4 separate regions of the Mus musculus genome follow, and regions 1, 3 and 4 are each linked to region 2. Evidence: chromatin contacts called from public Hi-C, HiChIP or PLAC-seq and Micro-C data. All regions are on one chromosome and are shown on one strand. Each heading gives the region's core, a stretch centred on a gene start, on an enhancer-like site or on the middle of the called end of the contact. The rest is flanking DNA. Distances are from core to core; before and after follow the strand shown. Region 1 holds the start of Klrb1c (killer cell lectin-like receptor subfamily B member 1C). Region 2 holds the start of Tulp3 (tubby-like protein 3). Region 3 has its middle 9.6 kb from the start of Gm52879. Region 4 overlaps Tspan9 (tetraspanin 9).

What was found. A called contact is a pair of places that touch in the nucleus more often than the background predicts. HiChIP or PLAC-seq counts read pairs in DNA pulled down with a chosen protein or histone mark.
Region 1: an H3K27ac HiChIP or PLAC-seq map of microglia shows a contact between it and region 2, with 6 times the contacts expected there. The contact joins the promoter of Klrb1c here to the promoter of Tulp3 in region 2. A contact is called at or near these places in 2 of 39 promoter capture datasets (liver and pre-B cells), 3 of 484 Hi-C or Micro-C datasets (B cells, CD4 T cells and CD8 T cells), 3 of 115 datasets of contacts at active chromatin or transcription factors (bone marrow-derived macrophages, microglia and pancreatic cancer cells) and 1 of 9 other capture datasets (adipose tissue).
Region 3: a Micro-C map of embryonic stem cells shows a contact between it and region 2, with 2.0 times the contacts expected there. The contact joins the enhancer-like site here to the promoter of Tulp3 in region 2. A contact is called at or near these places in 1 of 39 promoter capture datasets (cranial neural crest), 5 of 484 Hi-C or Micro-C datasets (cortical neurons, embryonic stem cells, extraembryonic endoderm stem cells and 1 more), 7 of 115 datasets of contacts at active chromatin or transcription factors (embryonic stem cells, extraembryonic endoderm stem cells, pancreatic cancer cells and 2 more) and 1 of 9 other capture datasets (pancreatic islet).
Region 4: a Hi-C map of cortical neurons shows a contact between it and region 2, with 2.7 times the contacts expected there. The contact joins the enhancer-like site here to the promoter of Tulp3 in region 2. A contact is called at or near these places in 3 of 39 promoter capture datasets (the 3T3-L1 cell line and cranial neural crest), 1 of 15 datasets of contacts at CTCF or cohesin (embryonic stem cells), 8 of 484 Hi-C or Micro-C datasets (the N1E-115 cell line, cardiomyocytes, cerebral cortex and 4 more), 9 of 115 datasets of contacts at active chromatin or transcription factors (embryonic hindbrain, embryonic limb bud, embryonic midbrain and 6 more) and 1 of 9 other capture datasets (adipose tissue).

What each region holds. Positions count from the first base shown.
Region 1 is chr6:128,786,884-128,789,957 of GRCm38.p6, forward strand. Klrb1c (killer cell lectin-like receptor subfamily B member 1C) reads right to left here and starts at 1,758. Exons shown (of 6, transcript NM_001159904.1): 1 at 1,514-1,758. The coding sequence starts at 1,742.
Region 2 is chr6:128,354,592-128,357,880 of GRCm38.p6, forward strand. Tulp3 (tubby-like protein 3) reads right to left here and starts at 1,260. Exons shown (of 11, transcript NM_011657.2): 1 at 1,147-1,260. The coding sequence starts at 1,187. Rhno1 (RAD9-HUS1-RAD1 interacting nuclear orphan 1) reads right to left here. Exons shown (of 3, transcript NM_001326585.1): 3 at 2,409-3,289. The coding sequence ends at 3,060.
Region 3 is chr6:128,090,347-128,093,527 of GRCm38.p6, forward strand. It overlaps a transcript of Tspan9 not described here. Among named protein-coding and RNA genes, the nearest start is that of Gm52879, 9.6 kb to the right of the region's middle. Within about 2 kb of position 1,330, at least 59 of the 459 cell types and tissues checked have an H3K27ac peak or open chromatin away from gene starts, as enhancers often do. A contact at or near this core is called in cortical neurons, embryonic stem cells, palatal mesenchyme and 1 more, where this site is marked.
Region 4 is chr6:127,971,959-127,975,030 of GRCm38.p6, forward strand. The region is part of intron 1 of Tspan9 (tetraspanin 9); the gene reads right to left. Among named protein-coding and RNA genes, the nearest start is that of Gm15870, 29 kb to the left of the region's middle. Within about 2 kb of position 1,798, at least 51 of the 459 cell types and tissues checked have an H3K27ac peak or open chromatin away from gene starts, as enhancers often do. A contact at or near this core is called in cortical neurons, embryonic limb bud and pancreatic cancer cells, where this site is marked.

The DNA.
Region 1 (3,074 bases), core at 508-3,007, 430 kb after region 2:
TCCTGCCTCTGCCTCCCAAGTGGTGGAATTATAGGTGTGCACCACCCAGAACAAGTAGGGAATAGGAGACTATAAAGTACTCAGTCCTAAGTGGCACATCTGCATCTCATCCCACCGCAAAACAAAGCTCTGCCATTATCACAGAAGAGGGGAAAGAATGACTGCAGAGCCAGAGATGGTGGACAACTTCAATGAAACACTGTCTTTCAGACACAGTAGGGCAGTTGCATATATGAATTCAGGCCATTTGTGATAGCCTGCACAAGACCTTCGAAAGCTCAAGTCAGGTAAAGGCCCAGAGTAGTCGGGGGAGTTGGGCATGGAGTTCCAACGTCATCTGGGGAGTCATTGACAGCTGATGGCTGCTAGGAGTGGGAGAGTCAGTTTTGTTCAAGGATACAGTCCCTATGAGGCCACCTGTGCTCCAGGTCATGACCTTAAGCCCATGCACACACTGGCAGTGCTGTCTAGACTCAGTGGGAAAACAAAACCCCAAACCTTCAGCTTCTCAAGTCATGTCTTCCATGTTTGCAATCATAAACAGGGAAAGCAAACACTTGCCTGCACCTACCACACATAACTGGCCCCTCAAATCCCCCTCTGGTCAACAAAACCCTCCACTTTCCCAGACCCTATGTAAAGTTTATAATGCAGTTTTGGTGACTTTTTTCTCTGTACTTTTTTCCTGATTTTTTTTTTTCTTTTTTTTTCAGTTTTTTGAGACAGGGTTTCTCTGTATAGTCTTGGAGGTCCTGGAACTCACTTTGTAGACCAGGTTGGCCTCGAACTCAGAAATCTGCCTGTCTCTGCCTCCCAAGTGCTGGAATTAAAGGCATGCACCACCATGCCCGGCTTCCTGATTTTTTTTTTAACTATTTTTTTTTATAGTTTCTGACAAACAGCCTTAAAGAGTTGTGGGTTTACATTCTTGACACAGTATAGACAGGCTAGATTTTAAGCACTGCAGTTTTAGATAAGGAAACTCAGTTATGTCACTGAACTCCATACCATACCATGACCACTGTAGACATACTTTCGGCCTCTGTGTCTGTCTCTTTTCATCCATCCCTAAGTCATGGTACCCTTCATAAATGCCTCCTATCAGTCTTCCACATTTCTGGCAAACAGGGTGCCACATCCCTCAACTCCTCCAGTGCTCAGTGCTAGAATGGCATGGAGAGGAGTCGTGGTGTTTGTGTTCTGCAGAGAAGTCTGGACCAGGCAAGACGCTTTATAGTGAGTCTGCCTGCCAGAAGAATCTCTTTCCTTGTAGATATGAAATATCTTCAGGATCTTGTGGCTAAAGTCAAAAGAATACCTGCTCAAGTTTCACACTGACTGACTGATTAAAGATGGAACCAGTGAGCTTTTTATTAATCCAAAGTTGTAGCCATCTACACTCTTCAGCGCTGGTAGATGGTTGCTCACTTTCATAGCAATAACTTAAAACTGTAAGAAAAATCATAACTCTGGAAGATATTCTAATGTTACAAGGAAAAATAAAGTGACTGACCTGGGGGAAGAGATGGGGGTGACTCATGCCAAGCCCCCAGTGTCCTGGGTGGCTTTAAACCGAGGTAGATACTTGCTGTGTCCATTTCACAGGAGATGCAACACTTAACTGGTGGTGAGAAGGGACAAACTCCAAGGCCTTTGAGGTGAAATAAGCAAAAGAAAGTCCTCTGTGAATGCTCTGCTCTGTTCCCACACCCACTGATTCCTGTCTCTGAGGGTTTCTCCATGGTTACTGACTGACCTTGCTGTCTGTCCCACCCACACAGCTTACACACTACTGTCTTTTTTTTTTTTTTCTGTGTTCTTCCCTCATACAAAACACCATGACCACAGCTTTCCTTCCTTCCTTTCCTCCTACTTCCCCTTCCTCTCCGCTCCCCCAGATCCACTGCTCCTTTGTCTCCCTTCAGAAAGGAACAGGCCTCCCAGTGACATCAACTGAATACAGGATAACAAGATGCAATAAGACTGGGCACAAATCCTCTTACCAGGGTTGGATAAGACAGTGCAGCAGGAGGAAAAGATTCCCATGAGCAGGGAAAAGAGTCAGAGACACTCGAACTCCAACTGTTAGGAATTCCAGAAGAATACCAAGCTGACAGCCATAACATATATGCAGAGGGCCTAGTGCAGACCCATGCAGGCTTTATGACTGCTGCTTCAGGCTCTGTGAGTCCCTATGAGCCCTGCTTAGATGATTCTGTGGGCCATGTTCTCCTGGTGTCCTGGTGTCCTCCATGCCTCTGGCTCCCACAGTCCTTCCTCTGCCACTTTCATGGGGCTCCTGTGCTCTGCCTAATGTTTGGCTGTGGGTCTCTGCATCTGCTCCCATTACATGTTATTGTCTTAAGAAAGGAAGGTGTAACATGTGGTCTTCTTTTGTTCTGAATCTGGTAACCATTTGTTTTGAGTTATTCTCTCAAGGTGAATGCAGCCGAGGGTCAGTGAAATGCAACATTCTTCCTCAATTCAAATTTAAGTGACTGATTTTTACCAATTTACCAGCAATCAAGATACAATATATTATTGTAAAAATAAATAGTAATATGTGCAAGTCCACAGTTATACGTGACATGAGCTGAAGCTCTAAGATCCTCCTGAAACATCCATGCTGTGAAGGAAGCTGTGAGATGTGGACATGTCATGACTGTGGGAAGAATTCATGACTGACACAACAGGAAAAACACTGAGGGCGGAGCGACACCTGCAGCTCTGGCTCTACCCTGTCCTGAAGGTCCAGGTGGGTGTAACATCATTCACCTGAGTGAAAGGACTTCATCTGTCAGAGCTCAGGGAGTGGAGGACTTGGGTCTATGGGATGTGATAACTCCTCCAAGGGTTTCCAGGCCTAGAGTCTTAGAGCAAGGACTACTAATGCCGAGTCACACATTCACACATTATAAGTGATAAAGAAAAGCAAGGACTTCCTTAAAGTCACCTTCTGTGGTCAGAATGGAATTGTACCAGGCACTCATCACTAAATGACAGTGCAGGTGTCAGCTGGCTGAGAGTTCCAGGAGACAGAAGGTGCACACTCATAGCATATGCCACAAGATCAC
Region 2 (3,289 bases), core at 10-2,509:
GATTTCAACCGGATACACGCTGAATTCTAACTTTCCTACCCCGACCTTACCCTTGTAAATGGATCTTCGGTTCCCAAAATGGAGAAGTTGTAAACAAATTTCAGAGAGCAGCTATCATGTTTATAGAATTTAGTTGATGAAAGATTAAAACAGGTGACGCCTTGGGAGGCAGAGGTAGGGGGCAAATGTTCAAAGTCCTCCTTATTAACTTATTATTAAGTTTCAGGGAAGCCTAGTCTGGATGGGACCCACGGGGGGTGGGGGGGTCGCTATTCCGTCTTTATAACTTTGTAAAATATGGTTTCGGATCAGTTAAAAACCAGTTTAAACGTCAGACCAAATCCTAACACGCCAAGCCTTTATCGCTGTGGTAATGGAATGGTAAAGGAAGAATGTAGTTGGCGTGTTTGATTTTAATCCTCACACCATGCCAAAGTTTTGAGCCAGTGATTTCACACGGCCCCCCATTAACTTTTCGTTAGCCTAGCTGACAAGAAATGAACAGGCTGAGATTGCAGCCCGTTTGTCTTTCCAAGCTCACCATGTGAACCAGGCAAAAAGAGGGGTATTGGTAGAAAAGCCAGGGGCACGAGCAAGAGTACGGATCAGTCTAAACTAAGTCCTGATTGAAAGAACTGCTAGAACTCAGGGGAAGGAAGAAAGAAGAAAAGAACAGTTTTGCATTTTCAGCTCTCGGACTCGTTCCAGAATTCCGCAATGACTGCCAAATGCAACGGCCTTGGAACCAATTAACCATCACTCGCGACCTTCCGCGTCGACTCCCAAGAGTGCCCTCCTTCCAGCTCAGTTCTGATCCTACTCGTGAAAGACATGGGGGAGGGCGAACGCATTGCAAGTAAGGGAATCGAGACCCCAGGGGAGCAGGGCGAGCTGGTCCAGGGTAAACTCCAGGGGAGCGGCTCAAGAGTGCTGGCGGCACGGGATGCACAGCGCATTGCAAATGAGGGAATCGGAGGCCCTTGGGGAGTAGGGTGAGCAGGTTCGGGGTAAATTCCAGGAAAGAGACGCGAGAGCGCTCTGGCGACGCGGGGTGTGCAAAGCGCCTGCTCAGCTGGGGACCCGATCTTGGCCTCCGCTCTTGCCCGCCCACCCTGGAGACCCCAGCCCGCCCCACCGCCGCCTGACCTGTCCCCGCGGGGTCCGGGTGCGCAGCGCGCCGCCTCCATACCCGCCCGACCGGTGGCATCAGCGTCCAGACCCCGAGACGCCGCCGCCCGGCTGGAGAGGATGGAGGAGATCGGGCCCCGCCCCTGACAACCACACCCCGCACTGTCGCCGACGCCCATTGGTCCAGTGCCCTACGCTCCCCTCTCACTGGCAAATGGCGTTAGCCATGATGCTGGAGGGTTTCCAGGGGGCGGGAGGCACCGGGAGGCGAAGGCGCGTGCGCTAGATCCGGGAGCAGCCCCCCGGGGTTGGGTCGGAAGAGTCTGCTGCTCCATTCCACCGCTCCGGGACTGGCCCCCACAGAGCGATCCCCAGCACCCCTCTGTGGCACCGAGAACATCCAGGCTGCTGCCTTGGGTTTTCTACTCTTTATCACCTGAAGCCTCAGCATCTGACCACCGACTCTGGGATAGCCGAGGCCTTCAGCCTCCCAAACCAGCCTTTGCCCAAAGCCCGACTGAGGGATCCCTACCTGGGGACCTTCAGCAAATGTCCTTATTTAGTGAGGGTAGCAGCTAAGCTGTCCTCTCTGCAGTAAATCATGCCTCCAGCCATCAATGCCTTTGTGGCTTTGGTCCCTATAGGACTTTATGACCAGAACTATAGCATATAAACTTAATTAGTAAGGCCAAAGTCACACTGATGTTGAATCCAAAAATTCACTTAAAAAATAATGTATTTATTTTGAGACAGGATTTCACTATACTATCCTCGGTTGGTCTGGAACTCTGAGATCCTACTGCCTCTGTCACCCTAGTGCTAGAATTAAAGGCATGTGCCATCGTGCCCTAGGCTATTATGTGTATGTTTCACCTATGTGTATGTCTGCATATCATATGCATCCCTGGTGCCCAAGGCTGTCAGATACCCCGGAACTGGAGTTACAGATGGTTGTGAGTCACCATGTGGGTGCTGGGAATAGAACTCGCGCCTCCGGGCATCCAGGGCTCATAACTGCTGAGCCACCTCTCCAGGTCCCAGAAATTAATTTTTGAAAACTAGGGAATATGATACCTGCACACATAGGCTAGGAAAGCATTGCACTCACTTAGCCCCTCTCCCTGTGGGACTCTGGATTGCTCCTTTGTGTGTGTGTGTGTGTGTGTGCTACAAATCTTCACTCATAAGCTCTGCTTGGTCTAGAAAGGGCTAGTGCTAAATGAGTAGGGTTGAAAGAGATGCTATTTGAATGAGTAAGAGGACCACTGAGACAGGCACATCCACACTACCCACACTAGAGTGTGAGCTTCCACTTTATGTACACATAGGATAAGTTACTGATAGGAATCCATTTCTCCACCACATGTGATAGCGTCATATTTCTTCCACTGTAAACACATCTCAAAACACAAACCTAAAGTACTCATCCGTCCCCTAGCTCTCTGACCCCATCGTATTCACCAACACAGGCCTGGCTTGGGACCCTTTGAGCCAAGGCTGTCAACCATTAAAAACCAGAGCTCTCTCTTGATTTTCTCCAGTCGCTGAGCCTCACACTCGGTACCAACAGCGTGAGATGAATTAGTTCGAGGCAGAAGACTAATAAGCATAGACCTTTTATAGATGGGCACGAGGCTGCATTACTGACAACGGCTGGGTTCTCTAAAAACTCGGCAGCCATTTATTTACAAACGCTGTGAACAGTACAAGAAACGTCAGAGGTCTAAACAGTTAATGTGAGAAAAATACCAACAGTTCATGACACTAAATTCAACGGTTCCTGGTGCGAGGCGGAACCCTAGAAACCGAACTCCGACTCTGGCTAAGTGGTCTTCCTATTGCTGTTCGTCCCCTTTCATCCTTTCAAACCAGGATGACTTGCGAAACCTCCCCACAGCAGCTCCGGGAAGAACTGAAGCTCTGCGGTCCTGTCAGATCTTCACAAGGAACTGGCTTCCATCCAGCTTCCCCTTCTCCTTAAGGTAGGCAAACAGGTGCCTTCTGCGTCTCCACGTGACCTTAATCCCATACTTCTCCTCAGGGGTGTCCTTGACCAGAACAGGCCCCGGCTCTGGGCTGCTGGGAGTCCCAGGGCCAAGGATGCAGCTTGGAAAACTGTTTTCCTTCTGGTCTGGGGAAATGGGATCGTCTCTTACAGAAG
Region 3 (3,181 bases), core at 80-2,579, 260 kb before region 2:
CCCCCACCCCAGCCTGGAACCTCAAAAATACCCAGCAGAGGGCACTGACATGAAGTCATGCCACCATTGCCCCCATCGTGGACAGTGCTTCCACACGGGGAGGCCACCTAGAATGGGGTCCCAGAGAGAGCAACTACCATGGGTAGGGTCTGGGCAGCAACACTAGCTCGATAGGCCAGTTAGAAGTGCAAGGCACACCACCAAACACTCTCATCCCCTACCAGATGCCTACATAGCATCACTAACCAGCGGAAGGCTCTGGCAGCTGGGGCCACCTGGTATCTCCATAGAACAACTAGGGTCCCATCCCTGGCTATGTTTGGGGTACAGACTAATAGGGTACTTAGAGGTAGTAGGTGGGGGTGGTGACAGATCGTGTCCCCATTTCTGGCATCCTGGGAGAATTTCTCTTTCACCCACTAACCCCGCCACGTGCAAAGCTGATCATTACAGGAAGAATAAAAAATGTCCCAGCCTCCGGATCAATGGCCAGTTCAGCGTTTTATCTTGGAAACGTTGAAAATACCCTTGACCTCTCTGAGACTCCAGTTCACGCCATGGGTCTCAAGAGGACAGCCCAGTCCTTGACACAAAACTGTAGGAAAGACATATGAGCCCTGACGCCAGACAAAAACTGCAGACCCAGAAACAACACTCAGAGCACTGAAGACTGAACCTGAAATGGGGTGTGGCTTGGCATCCTGTGGGACTACCCTGCAGAGATCTAAGGCTACACGTGGCTATGACCAGCTGTGGGATGGGGGACTACACCCAGGGGTTGCTGGGAGTAGATGGGCCATGAAATCGGCAGACTCCGCCCACTTCTGGACTCAAGCTGAGCTTCCAGGGAGTTTGCTAGTGCTGTATGTCCCTGCTGCAGGAAAGCTCTGTCCTTGATCTTACAGCACTGCTCTTCCCAGGCTAGTCCTGCCCTAGGCATGACCCCTCCCTCCATGTCTGGCACCAACCACACAGGCTGCCAAGCTGAGGTGGAGGTGGGCAGTCTCAGTTTCCTCAGAGCCCAGTTCTCTGCTTCTGGGCCCCACACAGCCCTGCAACGCACAGCTAGAGTGTAGTCTACAGCAGGAACACCCTACAAAGGGTGTTTGGCCACAGGTAGGGTGCTGAAAGGCCACCTCCAAGCCTGTGACAGTGTCCTGAGACAGCCACTTCTCAAAAGTAGACTGATGCGGCTTCATCTCACTCAGCCTTGCCTCAGAACCATCTAAGAACCTGTGACAAATGTGATTTGAGACTGAGGCAGAGGGCCACATGGCCAGGAAAGCTAGACTGAGTAAAACAACCTGCTGGAAAAAACCAACAGGTTTCCTGCTGCCATCTAGTGGCCAGCACATGGAAGAGCAGGCACCACAACAAGGCCACCAAGAAGTCTCAGGGGCTATATCCCCCTCCCCAACAAGTCCAGACTGAGACTAGGTGACCACAAGTAGAACCCACACAGGAGTCGTGAGTGCCAGATAAAAAAAAAAGTGCAACACCCTCACAAAACAGAAGACCTGCCAGATGTCCATCCAAGGGCTTAGGAGAAAGGGCAGAAAGGCTGGAATGGCGATTGGCCTGAATCGGCAGGCAGCAAAGCATGATGTCAGTCCTGACCATGCCTACTGTCCTGGGTGGCCTTTCCTCCTCTCCTCCTCTGGTTCCTTTCAGCTGTTCTTCCTGTCACTTGCCACAGCCAGGGGCCCCCAGGCTGCGCACTTGTCTTCATGCAGCCCCTCCTTCCCCCATCTGTGCCAGCATCACTGTCTCTTCCATGTCACACACCACCTCCCTCATCCTTCCGCCCTGGGCACCAGTCACTGGCTCACCCATCCATCTTCTCTACTTCTTCGTGTTCACTAGCGGTCGCCCTCCTGTTAGGCAGCTGGCCTCATAGTTCGGCCTACACCTCAGAGACCCTACTTCCAACCTTGGAAGACTGAGGACTCAAAAGAGCTCTAGCTGCTACTGTCCCAAGGCCTCCTTCCTTCTTGTCTTATAGAAGGCCATCTAGCTTCCAGTTTGCTTGTGGGCCTTGAAACCTGAGCGACTGTCAACTCTAAAGCAGCTATCCTGAGAGAAACAGTGGGCCCTCCGGAACCCTGGGCTGTATTGCCCATCCAAGAGGCAAGACAGACATAGTGTGATCTGAGCGCATGCTTCGGTTCACCCCTGATGTCTGTCAAATGCCTGGTAAGTTCCTTCCTCCCGAAAACCTTAACATGCCCCCATTGGTACAACAAAGGATCATTACATGGGTCCTTCTGAGGCCAAAATATCTACAAGATTAACCTACACTAAGATGTCAGTAACTGGTAACTTGGTAACTGGGAAGACAGTGTCGGTCTATCACCCATCCACGCCGCAGAAGCAGCACGCTGGACATGTAAGTGAGGGTGAGGCTATTTTTAACACTGTGACTTGTTTAGCTCTGGGTTAGCCACAGCATGGGGGATGGAGACTCAAGGTCAATACTGGCTCGCACAAAAAGGAAAGCACTTGCCTGGAGCTTGACCTCCAACAAGGTCAGGGTGGCCAACCTCATGTGACACCTTTTGGGAGTAGCTCCAAGGATCACCTCTCACAATGGCAGAGTTAATGCCATTGGTAGCTGAGGAAACTACAACCCAGGACAGTTCTATACTGCAGAGCCAGTGAACTGACCAGGGTGGCTGGCCAGTGGCACTCTTCTATCATGATAGATACTCAGCAGGTAGCCTTCAGTTCTGCCTCCTCTCCTCTCCCCTCCTCTCCAGCAAGTTATTCTCACGAAGCTACCCCCCAACCACATACTCTCAAGTGGCCTTTTTGGCACTGAGATGAGAGATGAAGATCCCCAATCCATACCAAGTTTCCCGTGTGACCTCCCACAGAAGGGCGCTATGATTGGAGACTACACGGGGAATGGAGGCTCTCCAATCTGGCCCGGGTGCTAGCAAATCTTTCACAGCAGGGAATTTTTCCTGTAACAGCCACGTGGCTTTTTAAGTAAATTGAGTACCGGGTGTCACTGCCTCAACCCTACCCTGGTGGAAGGGGCCTGTTGAGGCAGCTAGGTCTGAAGAAGGGGGGTGGGGACAGGCCTCAGAGGAAGAGAGCATGGTGGGTAGAGTCTCTGTCATCGGCAGATGGTGAAGGGGCTTCGGAATAAACCCTCAGAGCCCCAAAATACCTCTTCCAT
Region 4 (3,072 bases), core at 548-3,047, 380 kb before region 2:
GGCCTGCCCTGGGCAGTTGGGACATGAAGACAGGAAACCAGCTCTAAATTCTGAATACCGGGGCCAGGGTGAGGCAGGAGGAGGGCAGGAACCACCCCTATTCCCATGGTGGGGACCATTCAGGAAGCATAAGGCCATGGCAGCTCAGCCAAAGCTGGATGCCAGAGAGCTTAGTAGGTGGCATTCGAGAAAATTCCCTTCTAAAACCAGAGGGTTGTCTCAGCCGAGATGACCATAGAACCGGAGACTGGAGAATCTGGGGTGAGGCAGAGTGACTCAGGAGTATCAGGATTCAGCCAGTATAAGCACCAACCAAGTGGGGTCTTCAGTTCCTTCACGTTGTCCAGTCCTGGTTGGAACCTGTCTCTAAGCAAGGGCAAGCTAAGGTGGCTCCTAAGCTAGAAGCTTCCTCTGTTAGCTCACTCAACCAAGGGCCTTTCAAAAGTTTCATTTAGAAACCGACATGCGAACTTGATAAGACAAACCCCTAACCTAATGTCTGCACCCAGCCCATCAAGGCTGGGACGTTGGTCTGCCCTGTTCACGATACGTCTTCGTGGTCGAGAATGGCACCCCAGCCTTGTCCATGCACTGCAGCCATCTGGACCTTGTCCTAGGCCTGCAAAAGGAAAGGTGCAGGCTCCCTAGACGACACGAGTCTATCAGCCTGTCTCAGGCTTCTTCGTCTCCAAGGAACTTACCCAGCACATGCCTAGCAGGTAAACGGAGGCCCCCAAAGTAATGTGGACAGGCCAAGCTAGCCCTGCAACCAAACTCCCCTCACTGCTAGCCACATACTAACCGCCCACATCTCATCTTCAGGTTGGCTATACTGACTGACTGGTCAAGTTAACGCATATTTCTGCCCCCAGGTAGGACATCCACACAGGCACCCATTTCTCCAGGGCCACGGCTGCTCCAAATTCACCCATGTCTGGGTACTCTATCCCCATCTAGTCAGACTCCATATCACCTCCACCCACCCAGCCCTTCACAAGGGGAAAGATGGGCCCTCCCAGAGTGGACTGATCCAGGGCGTGGTCATGAGTTCATGCTAGCCCCCTCCCAAGGCTTCTGTCGTAAAAAAAAAAAAAAAAAAAAAAAAAAACAGCTCCTTTTGAGGATCAGACTCGTGCTCTTCCATTGTCCTTCCACCACCGGACCCAGAAAATACTTGGAACACTGAATGTTTCTTCAGCGACTGGTGGGTAGGTGGGTGGGTAGGGGGTTGAGTGGGTGGGCGAGCTCAGGAACGGGGGCACATGCACATCCACATTCCCACTCAAGAAAGAAGCTCCCTCTAAACCCTGGCCTCTCCACTCCTGGAAGCCCCAGTACCCCGTCAGGAACTCCTAACATGGTGTTCCCAGCCTAGCACACAGCCCTGCACACCACTGGCCTTTTCAGCCTCACTACCTCCTATACCTGAAGAGAGCTGCTGCAGACATGGTCTCTGAGTGTAGATTCCAGCAGCAGCGCTACACCATCCCCGGGCCTCTGAAACCCCTCTTGGACAGCAGGAGACATGGGAACACGAGGGCTCCCAGTGCCCAAGACATAATGGCAGTTAATAAATTAGCAGATAAGGCAAAAAAGAGAGACAATCCTGACAATTTTAATTGCACCACCTGACACACTGGCTCCTTTTAAGAGCCCTGCCTGGCCCTGAAAGAGGACAACCTGCTAAGAACTTTGCAGTGGGGAGCAGAGAGGATTCGCTCCACTCACCAGGGTGGGAGAGGGGCTACTACTTTGTATTGCAAGCGGCCCTCTTTCTCTGCAGCTCATTCATTCTCATAGCCATAAAGAGAGGCAGACGGGCTGCTGGCTGGTGAGGAGGGGAGCCGGGGAGCACGTTTCCAACTCCATACCCATGGAAAAGAAAGGACAAAGGCAGAGTCTTCTGCCAAAGTCACCCAGCCAGCAGGAGGATGGTGGCTGCAGAGATTTGCTAGGGCCAGAGGGGAGGCAGCCATGAAGCGCCCCCCTACATCTGATCTGAGCATTTGCCTGCAGTCTGCATTCCAGTTCCCTCCATATAACTCCAGGGAAGGAGTCTATTAACTGTAGATCCCACTTCCCTGTGGCTAACATGCATCAGTCCTCATTTCCGAGAGGCTCACCAGGAACGAGTGTGACAGGCCTTTAAATATTTGAGCATGTGTACTTAGCAACGCTCTCTCCCAAGTCTCCTGGCCTAGGAAAGGGCTTTTACATCCTTCACCTCTGAGTCACCCTCTGCTGCTCATCTGTCTCACAGTGAAAGTCACTCTAGCTGGAGGGAACGGGCACTGCTCCCCTCCCACCCTCGGAGCTGAGCTCTGCACTTCTCGCATGGGCACAGCCCGTTGTAAGCGCCATTGGTTTGACTGGTGGCCTCGGCAGCTTGGCTGCCTGTTGAGTGTGTGCAGAATTTCAAACTGAATAGGACCACTCCTTGGCCATTCTTCACTGGATGTTGTTCTCCTCACAAGCTCCAATTTCTTCACAGCTCCACTCCACAGTCCCCAGCTCAGGGGTGACAGGGAGATCACACCCATATTTCTAAGCCTAATTTTCCTCCAAATAAACATTGCATAAGGCACCTGCAACCTACAACCCAGTTACATTTTGATGATTCCAGCATGGGCTAGTTCTGTACAGACACTAAGAATACTGTGCTTGGTGTGTGTGTGTGTGTGTGCGGTGGCACTCGGGGCTTGCTGTCCTCTTGTCTCTGGGAGGGTCCTGGTGCCTTTGTTGGAGTATGACTCATCTGATGGGACGCTGGGGTCTGGCTTTGGCATATGGAATCAGTGCCTTGCTCTCTACATGGGGTTGGTAGGGTTCAAGGGTGAGCAGATTCAATCTGGATCTGTCCTGGGCTTCACTGAAGGGTGCAGGAAGATGCCGGTCCTAGAGAGCAAAGGGCAAGGACTGTTTGCCACCTACCCTGTGTTGTTCCAACACAGCCCTTAAAGACAGGCTCACTACCCCCAGGAGGAAAGGGCGCCTGCTCAGGGAGGCTCCCCTGATGCACACCCTTCCCAGGCCCATCAGCTTTCTCAGAAGCTAGTGTCTCTCCACCTGTTG